2 separate regions of the Danio rerio genome follow, and region 1 is linked to region 2. A link is a contact called in public Hi-C data. All regions are on one chromosome and are shown on one strand. The core of a region is the stretch at or near the end of the contact, and the rest is flanking DNA. Distances in the headings are between cores, read along the strand shown. Region 1 holds the start of chn2 (chimerin 2). Region 2 holds the start of plekha8 (pleckstrin homology domain containing, family A (phosphoinositide binding specific) member 8).

Region 1 (5,771 bases), core at 839-3,338, 200 kb before region 2:
GCAAACTTTTTCTGCAGCAGGACAATGATCCAAAGCACATCAGCAGGTCCTCTTCTGAAATGGCTGAAGAAAAACAAAATGAAGACTTTGGAGTGGCCTAGTCAAAGTCCTGGCTGGAATCCAATTGAGATGTCTGGTGGAAATTCATTTTATTTATCTTATTCGTTTACTCATTTATATTATAGTATATTTATATTTACAGTATAAAGGTCTGTTCTTTTATTCTTCCATGGATGTACTGTTTAAATTAGACCAAGTGTGACCACTTTAACATCTGTTTATCACCAGACAAGATCTGGTTCAGTACCTGGTGATTTAACAAGCTACATGTTCGATGGGGAGGTAAGACTGTGTAACTGTGATTCATCCTGTATGTCACTGATGACCTTGTGGGTATTGCAAACTAGATAAAAAGAGAATGCACTCTGTTTCTGTGTCTCACTCTGCAGAAACTGTCATTGATGTATGTTTGTATGACCTTCTTTGCAAAGAATAAAACTTTGGATAAGAATTTGTCTTTACCACTGAGAGAGCCTCCTTAATGCTTGAAACCACCAATGTGGATGAATTACAACATATCTACGAAGATGAGTGGGACAAAATTCCTTCACAGTACTGTAACAGACTCCTTGCAAATAATTGAGAAAAAAAAAATTGATTGCAGTTATTGCTTCTATAGCTGGCCCAACCAGATATTAGGTTTATGGGGCAAACACTTTTTCACACAGGGCTTTGCAGTTTTGTATTTTTTTTTGCACCTAATAATAAAAACCTTCCTTTTCAATCTTCACAATTCCTTTTTTTGTAACTTTGTATCATATTTATATAAGAACAATATTATTTTTAAGAGAGTGTGACAATATTACAAGTCTTTCAATACATTATGTCATAAAAAGGCTAACTTTATAATGGCCATTGATTCTGATTGACTGAGCCACGTTTAAAGTTACAATTTTTTTCAACAAAAAATACACCAGTGACCTTACCACTCTTATATTTCTATACCACTGTCTGCTGCTGTTGTCCCAGATGTTATAAATCTTAGCAAATTAACTTTTTATTAACCACTTGCCAAAATTAAAAGGTGTTATGCTAAACCATGGATGTTTGTGCATGTGCACAGATTGCAAAGTGCAAAGGGAAGATTATTTAAAAGTTTACACTTTCAGGTATGGTTCTGTTTGATCATCGAATAACATTCTTTGTTGCAACAGAGTAAACATGCCATAAAACTGCCTGGTTAAAACTACTCTGCTATTTATATAATATTTATTCAATTCACCTATACCGCATGTCTATAGCCTATAAATCGGATACGCAGCCAGCCGGAAATACGATATACACATCAATATAGAGACTTTTTTTATGACACTGTATAACAATAATTAATATTTTTACAGTACTGTGATGGTTGGGTGTTTCCCAGTGCTGTGTTGTGGCTGGAAATGCATCTGCTGCATAAAACATATGCCAAAGTAACTGGTGGTTCATTCTACTGTGGCGAACCCTAATAAATGAGAGACTATAAGCCGAAGGACATGAGAGAGTGAACACACACCCGAGGCGGTTATAAAGTAACATCATCAATTCTTTCTAACTGAATATTTTACCACCACACCCAATTGAAAGTATGTTGCACTTGTCTATCAACGTCAATAAAAGTGTCATAAAAGCTGTAAAAACTGCTATTAATGCTTTTATATTTTATCAGTTCTTATTCACATTTATTATAAATGTTGTGAAACATTAATTTATTTTTCATGCTACGTTACCATTCATTTTAGTGGTTTATAATGCATATTTTAAAGCAACTGTACAGCAAGGGTACTGCTATTTTTTGTGCCAGTGATTTGTTCTTTAACTATGTAACATGTAACAAAACACTTGTGACAAACAAGCAAATTGATGAACATGTAACATTTCTGAACAACACTAACGGAATTCAACTTTCTTATATGGACACAGCCCACAGCAGACAATCATGCATCTGCGGTTTACAGTATGGTCAGGTAGACAGGAGGAATGTGCGCGCTCCGGTGACGCGCGTTTGTTTCACTTTAAGAGGCGGATTCGCCTGTGCACACACTGTGTGTTTATTACGAGCCTTGAAGTGGCACATGGAAGCGATACAGTGCAATCACAGACTCTAAATATGGCGAAACCTACAGTCACGGACAGCACGCGGAGCGACGAGGAAGTTTTTTTGTATTCTGCATTTCACAACAGCGAGGAGTAGACGAGTTGTCATATTTTCTGTGCGTATATTTCGGCTCGTATCAACTAGTTTCACCATATGGTTCTTCTGCTGCCACATACGCGCCTGTAAATGCGGCAGCGTTGGCGACTCCCCTCTGCTCCGACACTCACAGCTGGGCATTATCGGCTCTTTTGGAGGAACTCTGGAAAGCTGAAGACCGGTCAGGAGAGCAGGGACTGGGATGGAAGAGCTGTCAAGCCCTAACATACGCAAGTAAGCGGAGAGATTCAGTGAATTAGACGCGATGGCAGCGTCAAGTAACTCCAGTCTGTCGGGCTCCTCTGTCTCTTCGGGTGAGTGAATTCAAAATGTTAACGTTTATATTGTGTTTGGGGGTCTGCAGAAAAAGCGACGAAATCTGATTTTTAGATTGTCGGTAGTTTCAGGTTTGTGGTTTTGGATGTAATTAAAGCAGACAGGAATGAACATGGTGAAGAGGTGTGTCGTACTGTACCTTTCCTTCATTCAGGATGAACTAGACCCACCTTTAACTTCCTAATCCAATACAAGAGCATGCGATCGTTGATATCACCAATGCACGCTGGCAGAGGGTTGTGTAATGTCACACTCACAGTGCACGAGTTATAAGGTTCATCTTTATCTATGTGTGATTCATAATAAACAGTTACGAGTCTTTAGTTTGGCAACGATAATTACTATTGTGGTGGACAATGAAAATTATAAATATACATGTACATTTGAATTACTATCGTTTCACATAACACTTTCTTCAGTGAAATATCTGCATGCACATAAATGTGTTTAGTTAAATAAAGGTTTGTTTTTGTTTTCCTCTAATATATTGTATAAGCAAATGTTATGTTATTTATGTGACAAATTTGTTATCTACTTTTTCCTAACATATTCAGTATAAATAAATTACTATTGTTAAGTAAAAACATAAATAATCAGCCCTCTTACCATGGATTCATGCTGTAAAGAAAGATATTTTTGATATTTAAGGAAATGTCAGCATCATGACCTTGAATACAAGGATAATATCTAAATGAACTGTACAACTGTCAGCTCTGATTATTTTAATATTTGGAAACATACTGTAGCTTGAAATGACATAATGCATTTTATTGAAGTCAGTTTGAAATAAAATGTCAACTTTTTGTTACATTTTTGGCCTTGGAATTTTCACTCAAAATATATTACTTATTGTATCTCATGAAAACTTCGACTCATTAACCTATTTGGTCTACCATTATTCTTGTTTTTTTATTTTATTTATTTATTTATTTATTTATTTAGATTTTTTTACTGCAATCTTTAAACTTCTGTTATTATAGAACAAGTCTGTGTGATGGGTGGGGATTCAGGATTGGATTACGATATAGTAATATGCTGTATCCTTTCTATATTAAACAAAAACTGAAATAATAAAAACAATTGTTCACAATATATATATATATATATATATATATATATATATATATATATATATATATATATATATATATATATATATATATATATATATTACTTTTTATCCTATTGTTTGGGATGTTTTACACAATGGCAATGTACTAAAACTTTGGAAAAGTTTTGCATAGATACAAAACAATAAAAAACATATTTTTTAAATAATCCCCATTCAAACGTATCTGCAAAAATGACAAAAAGTATCTGTATTATTGAAGCCAGGCCAGTGATTTGCATGTTAAAGAAAAACTGCACACAGAAGATATCTGAATTCTTCAACAGAGAGGTAAATACAAGCAAATTAGTTGGCTTGTTTTCTTGAGCTGTCCTTGTTTTGGTTGTTGAGTACTCACACATGCCTATAGACTTTATCATTTTGCCAAAAAATAACTACATTTTCAAAGGACTAAGAATTTAAAACTGCAAAAGTTTGTGTTTTTTATCTCCAAAATTTAGTTGCCTTGTAAATTATAGGCTAAATGAGAAGACACACATTGTGAAACATTCCAAGTGGGCATAACAGTGATAATGTAAAACATTGTGATAACTTTGTCATCAGCGTCAACTGTTGATATCACCACTGTCAACTGGCATCAACATCAACAGTCAGTTTCTCTGAAAATGCACCAAATTAAAAAAAAAACTGTAATGTTTTGTTGTGTCCATTTCAACATGTTGTAACGTGGGAACCAAAAACTGGTTTGCACACATCTAGAACAAGTGCACTTCCCACCCATTGTCTCAAGGGATTTAGGTTACAACAGGCATATATCCTAAATCCCGACATTTCAGATAGTTTTTTTGTTTTGCATCGAAAATGAGTCATCAGACATTCTCATGGGCGTGTGATGAAAGCTAATTACCCTAAAAGCTGTTCCTCTCTCTGTTTATTCACTTGAAAGATTTTCTATTATCCTGATCTTATTATCCCCATAAAATTATTGATGTCGAAAATGAGCTTTTAAAGTGACCTGTCATCTTCCTAGCTGAGCGCTGTACAGCGTTAGAGCTGCACTATCACCTAGATTGCCAATAAATGAACTTCCGCTTACAATAACTACTAGAAATATTTTCACATAACTGCATATTTTAAAAGCTGTAGAACATAGATTGAAATCTTCACAAATATACACTATTCTATTTTTTAAAAGTCCTAAGTTCTGACTTTATTTGATGAATACAGTAATATTGTGACAAATTACTACAGTTTAAAATAACTGTATTTTGTTATTTCAATATATTGATGTCATTTATGATGGCAATGCTGAATTGTCAGCTTTATACAGACATCTTTAAAACATGTTCTTATTTTTAAAGAGAGGCAGTTGTGTTCTTAATATTTTGGTGGACACCATGAAGCACTTTTTTTAGTATTCATTGATGAATTGGAAGTTCAGAAGAACAGCATTCATTTTATAATGTTAGGAATATCTTTAATGTCACTGTTTATAGATGTAATGTGTCTTTGCTAAACAAAAAAGTATATAAAAAAAATTTCAAACAATTCTGAACTAATAATTTTTCAATGTTAACGTATGAAGTCCTCAACATCAAATTGCCATTTTTTGTCCCAAAATGCAGCATAAAACACTGAGTAAATGTCTAGAGTTAGGTCTGGCAGAAGGTGTGAAAAGCAGAAGGGTGTGCAGGTGTTTAAATATACAGATCACAAGTGTGAGGAGAGATAAGGTTGGAAGCGCACTCAAAATCACCCCCACATACAGTTAACAGTCTGCTCTTATGCTGCTCCACTGGCAGTGGAATGGAAGGTGGGATGTGTATGATCTGAGCGACAGTGCTGTCTCAAGAGAGCACAAGTTCAAATAACTAGCTTTGTTGTGTAAAGAAGAAGGTTTTTAAATAGGCATTAAGTGGGGATGACCCTTGGTAGAGTTGTGTCCTTTTTTTCCCCACGCTTTGAAATTGCACTTCTGGTTTTGGGAATTTCCATTCAAAATAACATAATAATAATAATAATAATAATAATAATAATAATAATAATAATAATAATTAATTAATTAAAAATTACATCGGCAAATATACTTATTTAGCTACAAATAGTTATGTGATTTATTTTTATTGTGAT
Region 2 (5,873 bases), core at 178-2,677:
ATCTATAAGCGAATGTTAATAAATTAAATAATTCATTATTTTTTGTTTATTTTTTATTATTTAAAGCTTTTTATAATGAAGCTATGTGTGTGTTTCATTAATCTGGACTGTTTTTGTGAAATCATGATTTATTAATTCAAAATAATTGAGATATTTCCTATTCATTTCAATAATGTTAAAGCTTACATAAAGTAAATACAGACAGTTATTTTCTTTTTGTTGTTCATGTGTAACTAATTTGAAATTTCGAAGATGATGGCTATTACATTTTATCAGTGAGAAGTTGCTTACAAGACATGCAAAATGTTTTTTTAAGATTTCACCTGGAATGAAACATTGTGCCGTTACTCTCCAGAAAGCCATCGTAGTGAACCAGAAGAATATCCCCGTATTTGGATTTACGATGACAAAGGAAAGGTTTGTATAAAACTTCTATTTTCACCTCAGGCTCCGGAAGTTTTGCTCCATGCACGTAAAAGAAAAATGCAGAAAAGATGCATGTCCACAACTCTGGAATCATCTTAATATGAAGAACAGTTTGACACTTTCTAACTACTCGACTAATGTTTCATGTACAAAAAAAGTTCTGAAAAACTTCCCAAACTACAAGTTGCCCTGCCACAGCTACGTGGCAAGCGAAATTTCTTCAGGGGGTCTTAAATCTTTCCCAAAGTAGTGATGTCTGACTCGTAAGCGAGTCGATCTTCTGAGTCGACTCAATGAATCTGAACTCTTGGACCGAGCAGTGCAATCAAGGCTGTTCAGCGTTTACATCTAGAACGGTTTATGACCGGATGTATTATTTATAAACCTACCTGAAACTTATTAAAACGTAAATAAACGCAAATTACTATTATTAAAAGCTAATTATTTGCAATAAGTGTAATTTTATTGTTCGTAAAATACAAATTATATATTTAAGTTAGTTTTTAATACTTGAACTTGTGACTTTAATAAATACTCGCACAATAAGTCGCTTTGATTATTAAAAAACTGAAAAATAATAAAAAGCACGTGTGCCACGTTGAAGTAAAACGCTTTTTTGAGACATTCTGTTCAAAAGAACCGACTCACGTAATGAAGCGAGCATCAAATCACACTCCCAAATTCCAATGCAAAAAAAATTACACCCCAAAACCAAAACGTTGTTTTCTTATTGGTCTGCTTTCTTTTAAGCCACTCCTTATCTGCTAATAATCGATATTCATTGGACGATGTACACGTAATCTCAGTGGAGCTACGCCCATGGGTTCACTTCGTATCCAATAAGAAGAGCGCTAAGAGAAAATCCCACAGATGTCACAGGCGTGGGCCGATCCTTCTACGATCACATGGATTGGTATTCTCAAACCATCTACGCCAGTCTGTTGCGTAACCTCGGTTCGCTCCAGTCGTGCAGCGTCTTTTACATTCGACTGTCGTAGGTAAGAATTATCTCGAGTTTCTCAAAGCGGCTGTGTTGAGTTCGGTCTTGCCACGACAAAGTAATGAATTGTCAAGAGGGGGTCAACCATGGAGGGAGTTCTCTATAAATGGACCAACTATATTAGTGGTATGTATATTGTTATAGTTAAAAGTATATCACGTAAACGAGGGAAGTCTGTAAAGCAGTTAGCCTGTTTGCTAGCTCCATATATGAAGTTAAGCTATCATCCTCTTTAACTCTCTGTGTCGTTACTTTTTAAAAGCATTGACACGAAGACATCAATAATCTGCTAAAATAATTTGCTGAAAGGGTTGCTTTTGTCCATATCATCAACGTACGTACTGCATTCTGCAGACAATGGCAGTTAAAAAGCTTGACTGGAAAAACAAGTCGAGCCATATAATGTTCATGGATCTAAAATGTCATCAGGTGCGTTGTTATTGTGTCATTTGCTGTGTTAAACGTCATTGCTCCTTTGAAAGGTTGGCAGCCACGTTGGTTCGTTCTTGAGGGAGGGACTCTTTCCTATTATGACTCTCAAGAAGATGCTTGGAAAGGATGCAAAGGGAGCATTAAAATATCTGTGTGTGAAATACAAGGTAAGAAGGCAGAGCCAACCAGCTATTCTTTGTGTTTTGCAGAAGAGCTCATGAATATATGCTTCTGAGTGCTAACAAGTGGTTGTTTCTTCATCTTTTTAAGTCATACAAATAAAAGATTTTAATATGACCTACAAATGAGCATGTAGTGCAGTTAAACCATCAATTGCATCAAAGATAAAATTCTGAATAAACATTATAATGTCATTAACATTTAAATATATTTTTTTCTATTTTTATATAATTCGTGTTAGTCCCCCTGTTTATTTTTACCCCAGTTTCTGTTTAAAGATGAGAAGATTTTTTTTTCATCACATTTCTAAACATAATAGTTTATATATATATATATATATATATATATATATATATATATATATATATATATATATATATATATATATATATATATATATATATATATAAATTTATATATATATAAAAAAACTCTAAAGGGGTCTAATAATTCTGACTTCAAATATATATATATATATATATATATATATATATATATATATATATATATATATATATATATATATATATATATATTGTGTGTGTGTGTAATATATTTTGTAAATATGAACTTATTTTGGAAGCTTTCATACACAGTGGCAATTCAGAGTGCTTTACATAAACAGGAATAACAGAGATAAGTATAAATAAAAGCAAATAACATAAAAACATTAAATCACAATTAATCGTTTAATTATCAGCACAAATTTTAAGTCTTGCTTTTAGAACTTATTCTTATAGTTTTATTGATTCTGTTTTGATTTTATAATTTTACTTTTTGTAGACTCAGTCTATGATATTACGTTGTATTTTATAATACATTATTGAAAGTAAAAATTATCGTATAATTTAAAAGTAAAAACAACCTATTTTAATATTTACTGTGTAAAAATAATACTTTGAAACCTTTTCATGATATAAGTGGAAACATCAAAAACATTAATAACATTGGAAAATGTGTTGGAATTATTTAATAAAAATAAAGTAACCATTTATTAATTTTATTGTACTTCATTTATAACCAGTAATTTCATCAAATTATGCAAAACAATAACTGGTATTGAGATTTTATTTAGGATAAATAAAATAAATGCTTGATAATGTACTTAGCCTTATGAAGATAAATTGAACGTTAGTTCTTCTCTTAAAAAAAAAAAAAAAATAAAACTAAAAAAGTATTTTTCACTGGCTTTATGTCCAAAATGTAGCACTATTAAACATGATACTTCACTGGAGACTAAGGCACTAGCCACAATTATTGCTTTAAATAATAAAACAAGGTTATTCTTGTTTCTTCACTGTTGACCATAGTATTTATGTAGTAAAATAAATGATTGAGAATGTGAGGAAATGTATTTTGTAAGTTACAAAAACACTACAGTACTGCATTAAGCCCCACTTTGCTTATTGGTGGTCTATGTACTCCTTCTATCCACTGCAGTTCACCCATCAGATTTCACGAGGGTTGATCTGATCATTCCAGGAGAACAATACTTTTATCTCAGGGCAATTAATGCAGCAGAAAGGCAGAAATGGCTTGTGGCATTAGGGACTGCGAAAGCCTGTCTCACAGACAACCGAACCAAGAGAGAGAAGGGTGAGTGTTGTATTTCTGCTGTCATAGACAGGATATTCTCTGCAGATCATCTGTCGAAATGGGATAATGTAATATATGCCCACCAGGGCTTTATTTGATCAAAAAAGTGGAAACATGATTTCAGTACTCTTTAATAAAATGAAAGTTTTATATTACTGAAGTATACAGTGTCACAGTATACTAAATCATAATATCTTAACAGAATTGATGTTCATGAAACATTTTTATTATTGTTATTATTTTTTTATTATTATTAATTTAAATTTTATTATTATTGTTGTTGTTGTTGTTGTTGTTATTATTAATTTTATTATAATTATTATATGTTTGTTGTTTCAGGATTCATTCAATAAAATAAAAAGCATTTTTGTGTGATAAAAAAATATATTGTTTTTACAAAAGTGCTCACACTTTTTATCAGTTTAACAGATTTTTGCTGAATAAAATATTGATATCTTTAAAAAGGAAATCTTACTGAGGCCAAACTTTTTAATGGTAGTATGTTTTGTTAAACGTTATACCCATTGAATATTTACTCTTCCACAAAAATGTGCCAAAAATATACTTGGCCTGGCCCCAGCTTCCTGTTTTTGCAGCATTTCATTGCAGGAAACACAATTGTGGCTCATTCACTGGGAATCCACTAAGATTATGTAATGCATCCAGGTTATGACGATTCCTCATTTTGCAGTTCTTCTGACGCATCAGCTCTACAAAGAAAAAAGGAGTGTCAACTGTGTTCTCTTTTATCTTCTCAGAGCTCCAGGAAAACTCGGAGGCTCTGAAAACAAAAATGTCAGAGCTGAGGCTTTACTGTGATCTTCTTCTTCAGCAAGTGAACAAAATACAAGAAAGCCCTCTAGCAGAGACGTCAGCTGGTTCTGGCGAGGTACGAAAGTGTTTTGATCGTCCTTTGCTATACGTACAGCTTTAAAGTGGCTGGGGAAAGAGACATTTATTCCAATTCGATAAATTTACAAGCTTGTCAGACAGGAGAAATATTTATAAGTGTCTGTTTTTATTTATTATCATTAGGGCTGCAAGATAGTGCATTATTTTGTTTCCTGCAATATATATCAAGATAAGTGACGCGGTAGCACAGTAGGTAGTGCTGTCGCCTCACAGCAAGAAGGTCGCTGGTTCGAGCCTCAGCTGGGTCAGTTGGTGTTTCTGTGTGAAGTTTGCATAGTTACAGGTGAATTGGGTAGGCTAAATTGTCCGTAGTGTATGAGTGTGTATGTGTATGGATGTTTCCCCAAGATGAGTTTTGGCTGAAAGGGTATCCACTGCATAAAACAGGGGTGTCAAACTCAGTTCCTGGAGGGCACAGTTTAGTTCCAACCCTGCTCCAACACACTTACCTGTAGGTTTCAAACAAGCCTGAAGGACTCGATTAGTTTGATCAGGTGTGTTTAATTAGGGTTGGAACTAAACTGTGCAGAGCTGCAGCCCTTTTGGAACTGAGTTTGACACCTGTGGCATAAAACATGTGCTAGATTAGTTGCCGGTTCATTCCACTGTGGGGACCCTGGATTATTAAAGGGACCAAGCCGAAAAGAAAATGAATGAATGAATGAATGAATAGATTGAGATATGAATACAATTTCATCAGATAGCTTGAATAGATTTATTTAGAATGATTTGGGATTATTATGGGTGTAAATCATGTAGAAAATATAATAAACAATTTAAAAGTATAGATAAATAAAGTGGAGCAAAGAAAAAGTTAAGCTACAGTTCTTTGTCTTTTTGGGAAGTCTAACAGTATTCAGTTACAAAAATCTAATAGTCATATGTAAGATAACACTGTGTATTCTTAATTATATAAATAGGTACAATTGGTACAATTTCTTGTGCCTGAATGCACATGCCTTAAAAACAAATGCAGATGCAGACTCTATTATGGTTAAAATCCACAAATATCATGTTTGCGGATTATAGCCCTTGCTCAAATATAATACCAGCATATAAACTCATTTTTGCACATCCTGTGATGTGACTATTGCAGATGTGCACATTGCGATATATATTGTGCAGCCCTAATTATCATTCTAATTGTCATAAAACTGAGGGTCAGAAATCTACTCTAAATTACACTGACATCATGCGAGTCTCTGAGATGTGTTTGGGTACATGTGAGTTTCAGGGAGGGGACGAGACTGGAAATCTAGTGAAGTCCACATGCACCACCTTCTTGAAGACTCTGGAGGAGTGTATGCACATTGCTAGTCGGACCTTC

Evidence for each region. A called contact is a pair of places that touch in the nucleus more often than the background predicts.
Region 1: a Hi-C map of hematopoietic stem cells shows a contact between it and region 2, with 3 times the contacts expected there. The contact joins the promoter of chn2 here to the promoter of plekha8 in region 2. A contact is called at or near these places in 2 of 18 Hi-C or Micro-C datasets (hematopoietic stem cells and an unstated tissue) and 1 of 4 datasets of contacts at active chromatin or transcription factors (embryo).

The regions. Positions count from the first base shown.
Region 1 is chr16:21,837,059-21,842,829 of GRCz12tu, reverse strand. chn2 (chimerin 2) reads left to right here and starts at 2,088. Exons shown (of 13, transcript XM_694550.11): 1 at 2,088-2,550. The coding sequence starts at 2,502. The region is part of intron 1 of LOC141378087 (a long non-coding RNA gene); the gene reads right to left.
Region 2 is chr16:21,638,351-21,644,223 of GRCz12tu, reverse strand. It overlaps plekha8 (pleckstrin homology domain containing, family A (phosphoinositide binding specific) member 8), which reads left to right and starts at 1,427. Exons shown (of 13, transcript NM_001007374.1): 1 at 1,427-1,552; 2 at 1,909-2,025; 3 at 3,479-3,634; 4 at 4,393-4,523; 5 at 5,781-5,873. The coding sequence starts at 1,513. fkbp14 (FKBP prolyl isomerase 14) reads right to left here and starts at 628. Exons shown (of 4, transcript NM_001003471.1): 1 at 324-628. The coding sequence starts at 520.